Linked DNA regions of Mus musculus: regions 1, 2 and 4 are each linked to region 3. The links are chromatin contacts, called in public promoter capture Hi-C maps. All regions are on one chromosome and are shown on one strand. The core of a region is the stretch at or near the end of the contact, and the rest is flanking DNA. Distances in the headings are between cores, read along the strand shown.

Evidence for each region. Promoter capture Hi-C pulls out the DNA fragments that hold promoters and counts their contacts.
Region 1: a promoter capture Hi-C map of liver shows a contact between it and region 3, with 3 times the contacts expected there. The contact joins the enhancer-like site here to the promoter of Zfp952 in region 3. A contact is called at or near these places in 14 of 39 promoter capture datasets (the 3T3-L1 cell line, the HPC-7 cell line, HPC-7-derived erythroid cells and 6 more), 2 of 15 datasets of contacts at CTCF or cohesin (the NIH/3T3 cell line and stem cell-derived epiblast-like cells), 6 of 484 Hi-C or Micro-C datasets (all in embryonic stem cells), 8 of 115 datasets of contacts at active chromatin or transcription factors (the 230-238 cell line, embryonic forebrain, embryonic hindbrain and 2 more) and 1 of 9 other capture datasets (embryonic stem cells).
Region 2: a contact with region 3 is called in a promoter capture Hi-C map of embryonic stem cells, with 2.9 times the contacts expected there. The contact joins the promoter of Cyp4f15 here to the promoter of Zfp952 in region 3. A contact is called at or near these places in 8 of 39 promoter capture datasets (the HPC-7 cell line, embryonic stem cells, hippocampal neurons and 1 more), 3 of 115 datasets of contacts at active chromatin or transcription factors (bone marrow-derived macrophages and embryonic stem cells) and 2 of 9 other capture datasets (adipose tissue and embryonic stem cells).
Region 4: a promoter capture Hi-C map of stem cell-derived epiblast-like cells shows a contact between it and region 3, with 3 times the contacts expected there. The contact joins the promoter of Cyp4f16 here to the promoter of Zfp952 in region 3. A contact is called at or near these places in 16 of 39 promoter capture datasets (the 3T3-L1 cell line, 3T3-L1-derived adipocytes, the C10 cell line and 9 more), 2 of 15 datasets of contacts at CTCF or cohesin (embryonic stem cells and stem cell-derived epiblast-like cells), 5 of 484 Hi-C or Micro-C datasets (differentiating embryonic stem cells and embryonic stem cells), 8 of 115 datasets of contacts at active chromatin or transcription factors (the 230-238 cell line, embryonic stem cells, large pre-B cells and 2 more) and 2 of 9 other capture datasets (embryonic stem cells and macrophages).

Annotation. Positions count from the first base shown.
Region 1 is chr17:32,635,966-32,638,665 of GRCm38.p6, forward strand. Cyp4f37 (cytochrome P450, family 4, subfamily f, polypeptide 37) reads left to right here. Exons shown (of 13, transcript NM_001100187.1): 13 at 1-219. Among named protein-coding and RNA genes, the nearest start is that of Cyp4f37, 16 kb to the left of the region's middle. Within about 2 kb of position 1,431, at least 7 of the 459 cell types and tissues checked have an H3K27ac peak or open chromatin away from gene starts, as enhancers often do. A contact at or near this core is called in liver, where this site is marked.
Region 2 is chr17:32,684,280-32,686,979 of GRCm38.p6, forward strand. It overlaps Cyp4f15 (cytochrome P450, family 4, subfamily f, polypeptide 15), which reads left to right and starts at 1,352. Exons shown (of 13, transcript NM_001346538.1): 1 at 1,352-1,532; 2 at 1,780-1,978. The coding sequence starts at 1,519.
Region 3 is chr17:32,991,854-32,994,553 of GRCm38.p6, forward strand. It overlaps Zfp952 (zinc finger protein 952), which reads left to right and starts at 1,286. Exons shown (of 4, transcript NM_001045559.1): 1 at 1,286-1,405. The coding sequence starts at 1,385.
Region 4 is chr17:32,535,290-32,538,044 of GRCm38.p6, forward strand. It overlaps Cyp4f16 (cytochrome P450, family 4, subfamily f, polypeptide 16), which reads left to right and starts at 1,268. Exons shown (of 13, transcript NM_024442.2): 1 at 1,268-1,366; 2 at 1,709-1,907. The coding sequence starts at 1,710.

The sequences.
Region 1 (2,700 bases), core at 181-2,680, 360 kb before region 3:
TAGAAAGTCCTGGCAGGCCTTGCCTTCCCCCACTCCCTCCGCCTTGCTAAACTGTTAGACTACATTCCTAAAGCGAGCCACCAAGATCTATTCCCTTACTTGGTCACTTCCTCCTCTTGAGGCTGACTACCAAAGTGCAGCTATCACACTATTGAAGTACAGCAATCAAAAGCCCTCTTTGTTTCCTCTAATTAGCATGTCTAATTAAACACTCCATCCTAATACCTGGTTTCTTAATTTACCTTTATAAACTGCCATTTGCCTATGGGCTACATTGGTCTCCTCTCTATCCAGAAGTCCTTTGTCCCATTCTGGGACAAACAACCTTCTCCCATCTCTTGTGTTTCCCACCCCTTCTCCCCTGTCCTTTACCCCTTGTCTTTGTTTCCTATTTCCTGTCCTTTGTCCCTCTGAAGCAAATAAGTCTTGGGGACCCTGTGCAGATATTCTCCCTTTCCCTTTGCTTCTGCCTAGGATCGTGACAACGGATGGCTGCAGGGGGTGGGGAAGTGTAGGTCTTTGCATTCCACAGATCACAACAGATGCCTGTGTAATTCTTAAAAACACAGCTAGGCCTGTTTCTGACTGGCTACAGTCATCTGTTGGTCTCCTGACCATGGAGAATGCTCCCTTTGCAGGACAGTTTGGGAACAGCAGGCTTTGAAAATACTAGTTTTCCCAGGTTTAGTATAATGAACTGCTGCGGGATTCCAGGAGGAACACATACCTCTTTTCTGAAAGTTCTAAGACCTGACACCTGATGCCCTTGATGACAGGACAGAGGTGGCAGCGAGGCTAGGTAGATGGAGGTTGGAGTGGTCTCTAACATTCTGCCCCTGCAAGGATCACTGTCTTTCCCCTCCCGTTCTGCCTGATGTTCTAAGGCAGTTTTCTCCTATTTGACACGTTCAGTCCAGGAGGAAGAGGGAAGGTTTATGAGGCCCAGTAGGCAAATAGCATCTTATGTACCGAGCCAGATTTGTTTTTGCTTGTTTGTTTGTTTCTAGACAGGGTTGCTCTGCTTATCCTGGAACTTGCCTTGTAGACCTCCAACTCACAGAGACCCACTTGCCTCTGCCTTCTGAGTGCTATTAGTAAAGGCTTGGGACACTGCTGCTTGGCTCACCAGACTCTTGAAGCCCCTTCTCGAGTTTTATAGAAGAAACAAACAACTATTCGGGAGGAGACTGAGTGAGCTCAGGGTTAAAGTTTTCCTGCATTGTTGCCCTTTTGTGATGGGTGGACTTTTTTGAGCTACCCCTGTTTCTGTAAGCCCTCACCAATACCCTGGCAAGTAACCCCAATAAAAAATTGCTGATTTACTGAGTTGGACTTTGGTGTGATTGTCACTTTGGTCAGTGGTAAACACTCTGTGACATAATTCCTGGGAGGATATGAAGAAACCAGACAGGGAAACGATGACAAATCAAAATAATGACACCACCAAAGTCCAACTTTGCAAACCAATGTGCTTTATGGGGTTACTTACAGGAGTGTGGGTGCAGTCAGCCTAGCAGGTTGGAGGGTACCCTTTCCCAGTAGTCCATTGCTCTGAGCCTCTTCCCATAGCTCGGCTTATCTCTGCTCCTCCCAGGTAATTTTATAAAGCACGTTTCCCCTTGCCCCTCACGACTTAACTCTGAGATCACACCGCAGCTAGCTCTACTTAGGAAACCCATGCTTGGTCCGGCTAGCCGCCATGGTGCTGGCCATTGCTCTCTCACACCGCAGCCCACTTTTCCAGCTGGCCTTGCCAAGCTGCTCAACGCAGTCCCTCCTGCGTTCGACCACAGCCACCACTCATGCTCCAACGATCAGCCAACCCTGCGGTTGGCTCTGCGGACTGCCAACTACCACCCTGGTCTTACTCAGCTCCCATGCTAGCTCTCCTGGTCTCTGCTTGCTACTTGCCTGGTGCCACAATGGCCACTCCGGTCTCACCCAGCTCCCTTTAGCCCTGTGAAAGGAAAACACTAAAGACTTTTGTAGTTTAAAACTGACCAGGTAACTCAAAGGCTGATAAAAGAATATCCTGTCCCATCGTCCTTGCCCTCCTCAGGCACAACTGCAGAGGCCATGAGCTATCGGTGCCCTGAGAAACCTACCTGTTTGCAACTCCTTGCAGGCCTGCCGCCTGGTCCAGCTCCCAGTCTTCTCCTGTCATCTCTTCCTGTCCTGCCCGGAAATCTTGTCTTCTCTTTCATCCAACTATTAGCTTCTGCCATCTTCATTTAGCCAATCAACAATTAGGGAAATAATTAGGGAAGTTCCTCTTACGCACCTAGTCTGGGAGTCTGTCCCAGCAGGGCCTTCATAAGATCCATCTCTATGGTAATTTCTTAACTAGTGATTGATGGTGGAGGTCCCAGCCCATGGTGGTTGGTGCCATCCTCGGGCTGGTGAAAGCAGGCTGAGCAAGCCATGAGGGGTAAGACAGTAAGTAGAATCTTTCATGGCTTCTGCATCAGCTTCTGCCTGTTTGAGTTCTTGTCCTGACCTCCTTCCATGATGGACAGTGATGTGGAATTGTAAGCCAAATAAACCCTTTCCTCCTGAAGTTGCTTTGGTCATAGTGTTTCAGCCCAGCCATAGTAACCTTAGAAGCCTTATTTGAAATCAGCCCTGTCGCCATACTTCCATCCCGAGCTTCTGGACTCAGAGTTGGTCTCAAACCAAACTTGAAATTCAGTGATTCCACTA
Region 2 (2,700 bases), core at 102-2,601, 310 kb before region 3:
CTGCTTGTACCTGTCTGCTCAGGGCTGCTCTCCACCTCAACATCACATGTCTCCTCCCTCTCACCATGTCTCAGTTCACATATAGGTCAACCTAAGTTATGTTCTCCCAGCTGAGCTGCTGACTCCTGGCATCTGACCTGGGGACTTGGTCATTGGGCTGTACTCCTTTTTGCTGCTCCAGAGAGTAGTGGCTCTCTCCAGACCCTGAGCTGCTTCAGAGCAGCATTTGAATTTTGCCTGACTGTGTAGCTGGTAGGCAGAGGCATCCTGGACCTCCCAGTTTTGTGCCATGAAAGGCTACATGCAGGTCTCAGACCCCATGAGAGAAGTTTCTTTGTGCAGTGAGCAGAACTTGTCTCTAAGTGAAACTATACCACGCCCACATGGGCCCCACAAGATTCAAGGATTTTTGTGGAAGTTGGAGCGAAATGACTGTAAGAGCCAGAAGTCTAGAAGAATAGGACCAAACAATGCCTTCTGGGTATGGTAGGACCTCTGCTCTAGTGAGCTCACAGACGCTGCAGTGAACCCAAGATAACACCAAGCTCAAGATAACCAACATTCCAGCACTGGGGAAGGGATGGTGAGCCCTAGCCCCTAGTTGAGGAGTTATTGGCAGCTGATGGTGGTGGGAGAGTCAGCTTTCTCTGAGGGTCTGATCACTGGTAAGCCTTTTGTCCCTGATAGGCACTACACCTATTTGAATCAGTAAGTTATTTAAAAAAAAAAAAAAGGGAGGGGTGTGGGTAAGGAGCCAATCTGGAAGGAATTAAGCGGGAGAGTAGGAGGCAAGTCTGATCAAAACACATTTTATGCATAAAATTCTCAACAACAAATTAATAAAATATTGTGTATTTAAAAAAAAAAAAAGGTACATGCTGTGAGTGCAGTCCAGTGCAGAGGACTTTGGGAGATGGTCTGTGACCAAGCCTGGCCTGGTTGCATTCTCCTAGCAGGAGAATTCCTGTTAATGATTTTGCTAGATACACTGTCGTCTCTGACGAGTCTCTGACGCGTAGGGATACCCCTACTTGGCTGTGGATGTTAGACTCAGACTTACCTCTGCTAACCTCAGAGTTTTGCTCCCAAATCTCTCCTGCCCTCAACCTCCATCCCCATGCCCATCCTCCATCCCACCCCCCCACCCCCCGCCCTCCCCCATGATGTGAGAGGGAACAAGTTCTAAGGCTCTGGTGTTCATGCTGTGACCCTGAATTGATTTCACTCTGTACCCTGCTGACCCAACCCCCTCCTTTTGGCCTTCTGCCCCAGAGGGGAGGAGGCAGTTGGGCCTGTGAAGGATTGGCTGACACAACTGAGCTCAGCCTCCTTCAGAGCAGAAGCCAGGAACAAAGAAACTCTAAAGGAAGGAGAACCGTGGGAAACTCACTGTTCCTGAGAGAAGGTGCCTGGCTAAGAGTAGGTTAAAGAGAACTCTAAGCCTGAACCTGGCTGCTTATTTCTAGATAACCAGCTATCTGAAGCCAAAAAGTCAGAGTGATCCTGTTGGCTTCAGACATGGGGTTTTTCAGGTAACATCTCCTGGCAGTTTCATTCAGGAATTTTGGGTCTCTCCCTCTCTCCCTCTCTCCCTCTCTCCCTCCTCCTCCTCCTCCTCTACCTCCACCTCCTCTTCCTCCATATTACTGCCTATTTCCACCCCATGGATCTCTCCTCCTACAAACAGCCTTCATTATTCATATCCCTGGTCCATTATGCCTGATGGCCCCAACCTTCTTCCAACCTCCCAGTCTCACTGTCTGTCCATTTGCCCCACAGGATGCCACAGTTGGACCTGTCTTGGCTGGGACTGAGGCTGGAGGCATCCTCACCATGGCTGCTTTTGCTGCTGATCGGAGCTTCCTGGCTCTTGGCCCGTGTCCTGACTCAGACCTATATCTTCTACAGAACATATCATCATCTTTGTGATTTCCCTCAACCCCCCAAATGGAATTGGTTCTTGGGTCACCTAGGCATGGTGAGTGCAGCAATATATTGTGGGTCTTGTATTTTGGAGAGAATGGACCAGGAATGGACCTCAGGGGATGGGTCTGAAGTCCTCCAGCATCCTTCACTAGCTTTTCTCATGTCCCTGCCTCCACCCCTACTTTGCTCTGGATTAATTTCTAGTCCATCTTTCTTACACTGGTGGACACTTCCAAGGTAGACAATACAGAGTGAGGACCCCTGGGGTTCCCTCATTGTCTGCTGGACTTGAGGCCTCTTGGGAAGCTCTGTCCAACGTCAATGCCATTTTTCTGTCAATCCATATCAGGGTTTCCATGTTTGCCTGGGGGTAATCTCTGGTATTCCTCTCCTACCACCCATGAAGCAGGAGAGTTATGGGTTGTCTTCCTGCCTCTTGTTCCTGAAGCACTTTTTACTTAAAAGCTGTCAGTTCTTCCCTAAGATGGACCATTGAGTCCTGTTGCCCAACTGAGATAAGAGTTGTCTCTTCACCCTCCCGTAAGCATTCCTTGACCCCGTGCCTTAGATTTTGACCAAGTCTGTTCTTGCCTTTGGGTGACTCGGTCTCAGTTGCTTCACTTGCAAACACCGAAGCTCACAACATCTGTACACATCAGTGACATCATACGCAGGGTGATGTTTGGTGAGAGCATGGGGCCTCACAGGTAGGAGTTTCTGCCCTCCTAGAGAATTAGTGGTCCCCTCTTGTCCTGGAGTTGACTAGTCCCTGCT
Region 3 (2,700 bases), core at 36-2,535:
CTTTGCACCCTTATCATTTTGAGTTACAGGCCAAATGTCCAGGATTTCAAGGACATTGAAACTGGGTGGCCCCAGATAAGGCCCAGTCGCCAATGTGCATCACCTTCCTGACTGACTGCTCCCAGTCAGGGGCAGAGCCACAATGGAAACTCCTTTGTTCAACCCATTGTGTCAAAATATGAGTGGACGGGCTGGAGAGATGGCTCAGCGGTTAAGAGCACTGACTGCTCTTCTGAAGATCCTGAGTTCAATTCCCAGCAACCGCATGGTGGCTCACAACCATCCGTAAGGAGATCTGGCGCCCTCTTCTGGAATGTCTGAAGACAGCTACAATGTACTTACATGTAATAAATAAATCTTTAAAAAAAAATATGAGTGGACAATGCTACAGCCCACCCGGCTTCCCCCTGAACTTGTGGTTTCATCCTTTAATATGCTATACTATTTCCCTTCAGGTATGCAGTAGAGATCCCGAGCTGGCTACCTCTCTGTGTACTCAGAGAATAAAACTTTCATTTTAAGCTGCTGTCTTTGAAATCAATTTTCTTGGCTTCTCCCCGAACCTAACAGATCCACTGTGAAGCTCTTGGTCCAAAATCAGTGTTGATCTGGGAGGCTGAGACCATTTTACATTCCTGAATATAGAGGATTTCCTTGGGCAAAGAAACCTTTTTGGCTGACGTCCAAAGGCTGCTTTTCAGACCTGTTGAATCCTTTGTAGAAAACTTCGGGTGTGCAATTCCATTTTTCTCCAGACAATTTATAGTTGAATTCATTGTTGATATGTTTTAATTTTCTTGGCAGAAAACGGGTATATTGAAACACAAGGTTTGCGAAAGCTTTAGCTTAACCTCCCCAAATCTTGAGCTTGCATGTCAGGTCCTCTTTTTTTCCCTATGCCCCCAGATTGACATAGGGACTCTTCCTAAGGAAAAGTCTTGGGTTTTCTCCTTGGGGTACTGACACTAGAGGCTCCACTGTAAAGCTGTAGCATTAGTTCTTTAGGGGATAGGGTGTGTAGTTGGAAAACGCATGCACTAAGAATCCTGCTGAATGTTTCCTTAAATGCCACAAAACTTCAGGTTGCGCCAGGTTTGTTCTAGTGAAGAGCAAGCTAAAAGGGTCATGAGTGACAACTGTGATTTTAGCTGCAGCGGTACTCAGAAAGGCTGATTTCTTTTTAATTAAGCTCGTAGGAGGCAGGGGGAGTTATTCACCAATCAACGGCGCTGTTATTCCCCTGTCCAATAAGAAGCGCAGATAATCGAAGGGTTCCTCACTTGCTACCATCTTGAAGCCGGTGCAGCTGCGGGAAGAGTCGTGTCAACTCTTCTTCGGTTACTGTCACTTCTTCTAATTTCAGGCTCCTTGGAGAGGACACAGTATGCATCAAAAGCAGAGAATGGTGAGTGTGTCACGGGCTCCTGGCTTCGAGGATGGCAGATCTGTGACACTGCCAGGAGACCAGGGTCCAGTTCTGTCCCTTCACTACGAAACGGGTTTCATGCCAGTCCTTTCAGTGTGGGTCCATGCCTCGAACTTACACCTCTGCAGAATTTGCAGCGCTGGTAGATTGGTGATGCTGAACGCAAACTGCGTTTTGAACGACAGAGGGTGTGTGAGCGCTGTTGCGGGTCTTTCTGCCCTTGCACTTTCGTTTGCCCTGCTGTAGTTTTCCTCCGTGATCACGGTGTGTTTTTCTTTCGTTTTCTTTATTTTTTTCAGCTGTTGGGGGTCCCCCCAAAACAAAACACAAGCAGGCACAAGAGTCCAGCAAAGCAAGATCTTTATTTTAATTAAGCAGAAAAACCTGACCGGTCAGGGACAATAGCATAGACCCCGTCCCGGAAGGAAAATTGCACAGCATATTTCGGATGAGACCTCAGAGCAAAGGGGAGTGGAGTGAGTGGGCTGTAGCGTTGTCCAGCCGTATTTTGACATAAGGGGTTGGGCAAGGGAGTCGCCAATGTGATTTTGATGACTCCTGCGGCTTGTCACAGGAAAGGGGTAAAGGAATCATTGGTGATGAAGCCTCCCCTGGGCCACCTGGTTTCAAGGCTTTTTTCTCAGAATCTTGGTGGTCAGGCCTCATCCTGGACATTTGGTGAGTAACTCAAAATGATGAGGGGCAAAGGAGCTGGTTCCTGGGCCTGGGAACACGGACTCAGTTTGTTTCTGTCAGCAGGATAGTGAAGCTGTCCTTGAGATGCGTGGATTCAGACAACTGTCTCCTTACAGTAGGGCCAGTTGAACCCGAGGCTTTATTTATGTTAGGCAAAGGCTCCTTGTTGTGTAGAGGGCATTTTTCTCCATTGGAAATCTATTTCAACCTCGCTTTTGAGCTCTCTTTTGAATAATAATGCTGGTCAAAATAGTTAAAAGTGGAAATATGGAAAAATGGGGGGAAAGCCTGAGGGAAGGGATTCATGTAGCTGTAATTTGGTTTTCCTTGGTGGGTTTCTCCGAACAGAAAGAATTAGGAGAGTTCGTCAATTAGTCTTTAATTGGAATACAGTTCTTGGAAGAAATATTAAATCTTTGGTGTTTTTGCCTTCAACTACTTGTTCTATGTAGATAGTAATCTCTGACCATCAAGAAAGTCGGGGATGATCAGCCTGACACAAAGGCACCATTTATTTTTTTCCTTGAAATGGTTGAAACTGTTTTTGACTTTTCCTGCTGCCTGTGTATCTGCATGTA
Region 4 (2,755 bases), core at 18-2,517, 460 kb before region 3:
GAAACAGCTATGGCTTCAACTGTGACAAGTGGGGGCCTTATACTGCTCTGTTCCATACAGTCTTTCCTTGTGTCTTCTCCAGTGTGGACTCTTTTAGAAATGTTGTGTGTTTCCTTTAGACGTTCATTACCCTAGAATTCAGTGTCATAAGTAGTTGTGAAATTGTAGACTTTGCCTATGCTTAAAAAGTACCTGTGAAGTTGAAAAATTTACTAGAGGAAAGGGAAACAACACCTTGTGAAAAATCCCCTGGGGAGGAAGTCTTGAGGTTGCTTAATTTTGATCTATTAGGGACCCCTAGCCTCCATAGTCCCTCATTTCTTGTTTGGGGAGCCCTGAGTTGGCGAGTCTGGACTTCTCCACTGACCTCTGCCCTTATCTTGCTCTATCAACCACCAATCAAGTACCCTTAACTCTGTTTCAGGACTTTGAGATTGCTTTTATCTGCCAACCTTTGAGCTGGTCCACCCATTGTTCTTTATGTCCGCGCTTTGGTGTGATGTTGGCTCCTTTTACTTGTCTAATAATGGGGAGCATGGCCATGGGAGGGTTCAGTGATTGCTAAGTCCATGACTTGCCGATCTAGGGTTTCTGAACAGCATACACTCCTGTTAAGGTCAAGTCGCCATTTGATCCTGGGAAGACAAGCCATTGCAGGCTTGTTCATTCTTGCCTGTACCCCTGTGCTCATAGCACTTCAGTCTGACTCCTTTCATCCTCACAAACCCGCTGAACTCTGACCCTTTAGTTGCCAGGTGTATTTTCCCAGCCAGGACATCTATCTCTTCAGTCTGACCATGGCTGGATTCTCTGGTCTAGTTTGGAATTGTTTCTATCCAGGGGCTGGGCTGCTAAGGGAGAGGACTGAATGCTGCAAGACTGTAGTCGGTGAGCAGAGGCATTCCAGAGACAGGTCTGCAGTTCTGCAGTTCTGCAGTGAGGAATTCTGCATGCTGCACTCCCACCAGTGAGATGTGCAGAGATCCCTGGGAGATGCTCAGGGAACATCCTGAACACCATCCTGGCACCTGTACTTCCTCCTTCACGCTTTTATCAGCAGACTGTTGCCCTTGGAAGGGCCCAGAGTCACCTTTGCCCTTGACTCAGAGGTGCTGCATCCTAAATGCAACCTGCCTGTGTGTGTTGCCCTGAGTCTTTCCCCTCCACTCCAGTCTGGCCCCGCCCAACTTGTTTTGGCCTGATGCCCAGGCAGGGAGGAAGTGGCTGAGCCTGGGAGGGATTTGATTGGTTCAGTCCAGCCTAACCCAGCCTCCCACACAGCTTCCTGAAGTTAGGAAGCAGGGGATAAATGCTTTTCACAGGACTGGGGAGAAGGTCTTAGAGGACCAGCAGCTCCTGAGATAAGGTACCGACTTGGGCTCTGAGGCAAGACAGGGTCCTGACTCTGATCAGGATGAGTTTATCAGTGTTGGGGTGGCTCCATGGAGACAATTGGCACAAGTGAGCCTGGGTTCCTGGATAACCGTTTGTGCTTCAGGCAGAGCCATCCCAGACTTCAACAGCTCTTGTCTGTGTGTTCCCTGCCTCCTTCTCTCTCTCTCATTCTGTCTCTTCCTGTATCTCCATCCCCTTCCCTGCTCTACTCCCTGCTCTACTCTCCAGTTTCTGCCCATGCTCAAAATTCTGAAGTTTTCCAGGTTCCTCTTCCAAACCTCAGAATCTCCTCCTGTGTCTGTCTGCTCAGCAGGATGCTGCGGCTAAGTGTGTCTGGGCTGGACCTGGGCTCTGTGGTGACCTCGTCATGGCATCTTCTGCTGCTTGGAGTGGCTTCCTGGATTTTGGCCAGAATCCTTGCCTGGACTTACTCATTCTATGAGAACTGCTCCCGCCTCAGTTGTTTCCCTCAGCCTCCTAAAAAAAACTGGTTTTCAGGTCACTTGGGCATGGTGAGTATGGCGGCAGATAGGCTGGGGGTACCGGGGTGTATGTGTTCCCTAGGCATCAGGAAAGGTCTGGAGCCTGTAGCAGGGAGAAGCAAAGAAAGTTATTTGGGCCCCTATTCTCATCACAACCCCACATTCATTTATCTTTCTTTCCAAGTTGTGCTCATCAGCCTTTCTCTCTTACCTGGCACCAGCCTACTGTGGGCCATACTCTCAGCAGGACTGAGGATTCCTCAAGTTCCTGGATATGTGTCATAGTCAGTGGATCCCATGGCGAATAGCACAGAGTAGTGGCATCCCTGGTATATTCTGTTTCACTGCTGGATTTGAGATCTTCCTTCAGTATGTCCAAGGTCTTGCCTCCTGCCTGGCTCATCTCTCTTGGTTTCAGATCAGTGACTGTATCTCTCTGGGTTGCTATTTGCCCTGTAGGATTCAGCTGCGATTTCTTACCTCCACCTACTGTTTGGGTGCAGAAGAGAGATTGTAGTTTTTTTCCCTTCCACTTCTTGGCCACTGTCCTTCCTCATTTTGCCCTCTGTCCTGAAGATGCATTAGTGGGCTCCATTATGCAATGTAGGTCAAGGATGAACACTTTTTAACATTGGTAGTGATTATCTGAAGTGCTTAGGGTTTGTGCATGCTAAGCAATGACTTTATTCCAAAGGCACATCACAGCATGACCATTTTCTCTCTGGTCTCATCATAATGACTACACTTCCTACTCAGTACCCTTCCCTGGTCACCAGGTCCCCTTGCTCCATGCTGCTCCATGTTGCAGAACCACATCTTGGGATTAGATCACTCATAATAGAGATATCATCACCAATGCCATACATTCAAGTACTGCT